Regions from separate parts of the Sus scrofa genome. Here region 2 is linked to region 1. The links are chromatin contacts, called in public HiChIP or PLAC-seq maps. All regions are on one chromosome and are shown on one strand. Each heading gives the region's core, a stretch centred on a gene start, on an enhancer-like site or on the middle of the called end of the contact. The rest is flanking DNA. Distances are from core to core; before and after follow the strand shown.

Region 1 (2,700 bases), core at 177-2,676:
CCACTAAGCCATGACGGGAACTCCGGAGAAGACATTTTAAATCTTAATATTCTCATCCTGGGAAAGAACAGTGTTAAAAACTACAGTCATTATGTAAAAACAAACAAAAGTCAGTTCAAATACAATAGTGGACCGATTGTCTTAGTACAGTTTTAAACTTTAATTGCTTCAGAAGTACAAACTGTGAATTTACACAAAGCATCACTTGAAAAATAAAATTATTTAAATTTCTTTCATTCTCCTTTGGTCTTGGGAATTTTTGAACAATAAATGTATTTCAATTTTAAGTTTCAGTCAATATTTTCTATTTTCAGTTAGGGGGACTGAAAAATTTGAATTTTAAAATCATTCAGCAGCTTACCAAATTACACAGTTCCTTTGCAGCACAGCAAGTTAAGGATCTAGTTTTGTCACTGCGGTGGCTCAGGTCACTGCTGTGGTTCGGGTTTGATCCCTAGCCTGGGAACTTCCACATACCATGGGCATAGCCAAAAAAAAAATCACCAAATTAAATAAGTGTGAAAGAAATTTAAATAAACTTTCAAGTGATGCTTTTTACAAGTTTGTGGTGTTTATACTTCTGAAATTATCATAACCTAAAACTGAACTGAGACTTTTGGGACACCTGTACACAGAAAACTGTGGAGTCACAGGGTGCTGGAATATAACCTTTTATAATTATACCCAGTTATGTCCAAAATAAACCAAAACATTCTATAACATACATACACACATGTATGCAAGAAGATGTAAAACTGAGTCAAAATTTCTTGAAGCTGGAGAGGTAATGGTGCTAAGTTATTAAAAACTTGAGGAAAAGTATGGGAGAATGAGGCAAATTAGTAACAGTATCTGTAATATAGTTTTCTTGTATTATACTATATTTTTATTTTGGAGGAGGTTGAGGGTGCATATTTATTGGTGATACTTCTTAAGATATTAGTATTACTATTGCTAATGATGCTTTTCCAGAAAAGTTAAAACAAATAACTTTTAAAGACTTGGGCATTAAGAGTATTAAAAAAACCCTCCATATATATTAGTTTTCCTTCTCATTAGAGATCATCTAGTTCAGTTTTTCTCAATATTGGCTGCACAATGGAATGACTTGAGTTTAAAAAATACTTATGCTTGGGGTCCTGTTGAGATTTTGATTCAATTGGTCAAAGCTACAGAACTGGCTTTAGGAATTTTTAAAGCCCCCTGGTGATCCTAACTTTACAGCCAAGGTTCAGAACCACTGCTCCAGGTCAATATAATCAGGTACATGTCAACATAAAAATACTTAGAACTTTTCCTTTTTACGGTAACACCAACCTCAAAATGTTATAATGGAAGAGGTTGATAAAATAACCTAATTTAAAACTCAAAAATATCATGTTGAACGAAACATGTCGGACACAAAAGAGTACTTGCTGAGTACTTACTGCACGATTTAATTTACACAAAATTTTAAAAAATTAGAATGGGGGTCTGGGGTCGCGAGACAGGGGTTAACTGGGAAGGGATGCAAAGAAAATTCCTGGGATGGGAATGTTCTCTATTTTGATTAAGGTGCATAAATATATAGTTACCAAAGCTCATCGAAATAGGTGAGATCTGTATTATGTTTTCGCTACATGTAAATTACACTTCAATTTAAAAAGAACGAACAAACATAATTAACTTAAATCTGGATACCTATGACAGGGTCTGAGGGGCGGGGACGATGACTACTTCAGATGACCCCAAACCCTCACTAGATTAAAAGGAACCGCAAACCCCAGGCCAGAAACGGAGAGAACGGAGAGTGGACAGCAGGGTGGGCCAAAACCTAAGAAATCACCAGCAGGCTGGCAGCTACGGTTGATCTGATGCCTAGACTTCGGCGTGTGAGTGTTACGCGAAAATAAGCCCCCGCGCCCTTTCCGGTGCGTCCGCTGCCGTCTGTGTGTCCACCGGAAGGATCCGGAAGGGAACGACGCCACCACGAGAAAGGAGCCGGTGGCAGCTTGGTTCCTGCGCAGATGCTGGGGCTGTAAGCGCCGCGCGGTCGGCTGGTTTCCGCTCGCAGGGAGGACGCCGGCGCTCGCCTTCCCTCCGCTGCCTCCGCCGCTGCCATGATTCCGGTATCGCTGGTGGTGGTGGTGGTGGGCGGCTGGACTGCCGTCTACCTGACCGACTTGGTGCTGAAGGTGAGGGCCTCGGGCCTAAGGCCCAAGCCCGCGGTGCCCAGGGCGGGAGCGCAAGGCCCGAGGCCTTTTCTCTTCCCCTGCCTTGTGCCTCCCGGGCTGGAAGGCGTGCGGCCGGTGCCCACGTGCAGCTTTCCGCTTGGCGCCCGGTCCGGTGTTGTAAATAAAGCACGGCTGGTCCTGGGAGGGGTGTGGCGGCCTGCGCAGCCGCCGCAGTCGCATTGCGGCTCGCTGCAGGCCCCACATCCTTAAGGTCCTGCCCGGGAGGTGCCGGTAGTGGGCTAGGGAGGGCCGGGGCCCTGCCAAACCCCGGCGTTGCACCTGGGAGGAAAGTAAAATGTCCGCCTGGGAAAGGCATTGTTTGCCTTCATTATCTTTAGGGCCACGACCCTCCAGAGACTCTGGTTTTAGAATGGATCTAGATCAAGTTGTGATTTAGATCGTTGGCCTCAAATTTTAAAGTGCATACGATCATCTGGGGTTCCGGTTAAAATGCACATTCTGATTCAGGGGGCCTAAGATTCCGCAT
Region 2 (2,700 bases), core at 178-2,677, 100 kb after region 1:
GCAGGACACAAGCTGCTGAGAAGGCCCGGCTACTTAAAGTGCAGGCCCAGCACAAAATGAAAACACGGGGCCCCTGGTTCAAAAGTCTCATTAATGATTTCAAGACAGCTCGAGCACAGAGGTAAACCAAGTGCAGGGCCCTTCTGAGTATGAGGCCCGGTGCTACTGCACAGGTTACATGCTGCGTTGTATATTTCACAGGTATGTGCTAAATGAACATATGTGATGTTTCTTTCCACCAAAAATAGAATGCAGTAAACATCTTCAAGTTCAATTTAAAAAAATAAGTGGATGAGGCACACTGGAGACCTGTAGAGCCCTGCTGCCCTTGTAACGTGGCACAGGAGGACCAGCCACGTTCCCAGGAACTGGACTCTGGAGGAACATCCCAGGAAGCAGTCAGGAGCTGCAATCTGAAGAACAAGACAGAAGGCTGAGATGGCAGAATAGCTATGGAAATTGAGAACCCTGGATGCATGGAAGAAAGGAAAACATGCAGGGCAACAAACAGGTGGCTGGGAGCAGGAGAAAAGCAACGTGGGAGCTACAAAGGGGAGCAAGTTCTTAAGAAGATGGTCTGTTAAAGGACAGTCGTGAAGACATTGCCCAGTTCTTGTAGAAAGGTGGAAGGACTCAACAAAACAGCCATTGGGAACTGTTTGCGGAAAAGATGAGTATTTAGGTTCCTCCTGCGCTTTGGAGGGTCAAGAATTCACTGCTCTAGATTTTTTCGAGCCATTAAGGGCAATTTCTGCGGAGCTGGGGAACGCAGAGAGAGGCGCATGAGGGCAGATGGGATGAGGGAGGCATTGGCCCAGGGGTACTGTCGTGTAATAAGGGAAGGCTTTAGTGCACAGACACCCATGATCTCTCCTTTGCACATCTTCTTGAACCCTAGTCATAACCTTCAAGTCAAAGACAAGCCCACGGGGGGGGGAAGTTCCCTGCCACGAATGGAGACATCAGTGACGGAGGAGCAACTCTAGGAACGGTGATTTCCCAAGTCAGCAGTAACATGGTCTTCCCCTCCCTTGCGCTTTCCCCATTCCCGTTTTTCGCGAAAACATACGTATTTGAATACCCAAGGTGCCGAAACGCAATGCCGACCGGGGCTCACGATAATGGAAATGACAATTCTAAAGGATTAAACTGTAGTATTTGAAGAGTTAAGAAAAAGGCGGCAGTACTTTTAGGCTCCAGGGTGGCTCCCAGCATTTTATTTTCTTGGCTTGATCGGGAAAACGGAGGGGCCTGGGCTCGGGGGCTGGCCTGGGGGAAGTGCAGGGGGTGGGCCCCCCGGAAGTCGTGCTGCGCGGTTTAAACCTAAGGTGACCTAACGGATGGCGGGAGCGCCCGCCCGATCCTCTGCGCGGGGCGCGGCCATTGGTGACGCACGCCGGGGAGCACGGCGCCCACGTTTCCACCATTGCCTTAGCGCGGCCTCACACCCGACGCTCGGAGTTCGGGGCTGCGGGCGTCCTTGCTTCCTCCCTCCCGGAGGCGGGCCCGACCCCGCCCCCGCGCCCCGGGTGGCTCCCGGCGGTCCCTCCCACCTCCTAGCCTAGGCCTCCCCGGCGCGGCGCACTCCCCGCCGGCCGCAGCCTGACACGCCGCGCGGCCCCCCAGTCTCCCCGGCCGCCTCCCCCAGGCATGGCACAGGGCCTCGCCTCACTATGGCAGCAGCACGGCACAGCACGCTCGACTTCATGCTCGGCGCCAAAGGTGAGGGCGCGCGCCCGCCACCTGCCCGGTCGCTCCCGCCGCCTGGCGGCTTGGGGCCAGCGGGGCCGGGCGGGGCGCGCGCCGCGGGCCGAACAATGCGGCCGGCCGCGCGGCCCCGGCCCCGGCGCGGGCGGCTCCCGGGCTGCCGCGTGCACCGGCGCCCGCGTGGAGGCCGCACTCCTGCTCCCGCCGCGCTCCGTCCCGGCGGCAGCGCGGGGCCTGGAGGGGCCGAGCAGCCCTCCGGGCCCCGGGTCGCCCACCCGCGCCCCACGCGGGCTCGGCGGCTGCCGCCGGTGTCTCCTCACGCCTCCCCCCGACACACACGGGGAGGAGGACTCCTCGTGGTCGCAGCGCCCACTGGGGCGAGGGGCGTGCGCGGGGTCGGCCGGCCGGACCTTGTCCAGTTCCCCGAGGCGGGCAAATTCCCGCGGGGGCGGGGGCTTCCCTCGTGGGAGCCGGGGCTGGGGCAGGACCGCGCCGCGCTCGCAGGATTCTTAGCCTACTGCGTAGGAGACTGACCCCCGGAAAGGAAGGGGGCACGGGAAAAGGAAACGGTGACTATATTATTATTGGGGGTGGGGGGGTGAGGTCCGAGCGCGGGAATTGTGAGTCTCCGAATCGGAGAGGCTCGGAAGACTGCGAGCCGACCCGAACGGAGGGCTGGGAAAGTGCGGACTGACTGCAGGAATTGCGGAGAGGAGGGTATTTTGCACGTTTTTTTTTTTTTTTTTTTTCTGGGTCCGTTTAACACCGTCTAACACGGGGCGGGGGGAGGGGTGGGACTGTTGGTCTCTCTTGCTGGTGGCTTTTAAACCTGTGAGTGCCGCAGACTGGAATCTGCGCTTCCCGTACGTCCCACTTGGAGCGTTTCTTCCAGGTCTGGTTCTTTCACTGTCTTTCCTCCAGTTGGCTGGAGCCACCTTTTCTGTTAGCGTTGAAAAACATGACTTTCACACTTTCTGTTCTGTTCCCCCCCTC

The links. HiChIP or PLAC-seq counts read pairs in DNA pulled down with a chosen protein or histone mark.
Region 2: a contact with region 1 is called in an H3K27ac HiChIP or PLAC-seq map of alveolar macrophages. The contact joins the promoter of SMS here to the promoter of MBTPS2 in region 1. A contact is called at or near these places in 1 of 5 promoter capture datasets (liver), 4 of 47 Hi-C or Micro-C datasets (embryonic fibroblasts, epiblast stem cells, heart right ventricle and 1 more) and 1 of 2 datasets of contacts at active chromatin or transcription factors (alveolar macrophages).

The regions. Positions count from the first base shown.
Region 1 is chrX:18,011,934-18,014,633 of Sscrofa11.1, forward strand. MBTPS2 (membrane-bound transcription factor site-2 protease) reads left to right here and starts at 1,427. Exons shown (of 11, transcript XM_021079698.1): 1 at 1,427-2,174. The coding sequence starts at 2,100.
Region 2 is chrX:18,116,905-18,119,604 of Sscrofa11.1, forward strand. SMS (spermine synthase) reads left to right here and starts at 1,428. Exons shown (of 11, transcript XM_021079653.1): 1 at 1,428-1,722. The coding sequence starts at 1,674.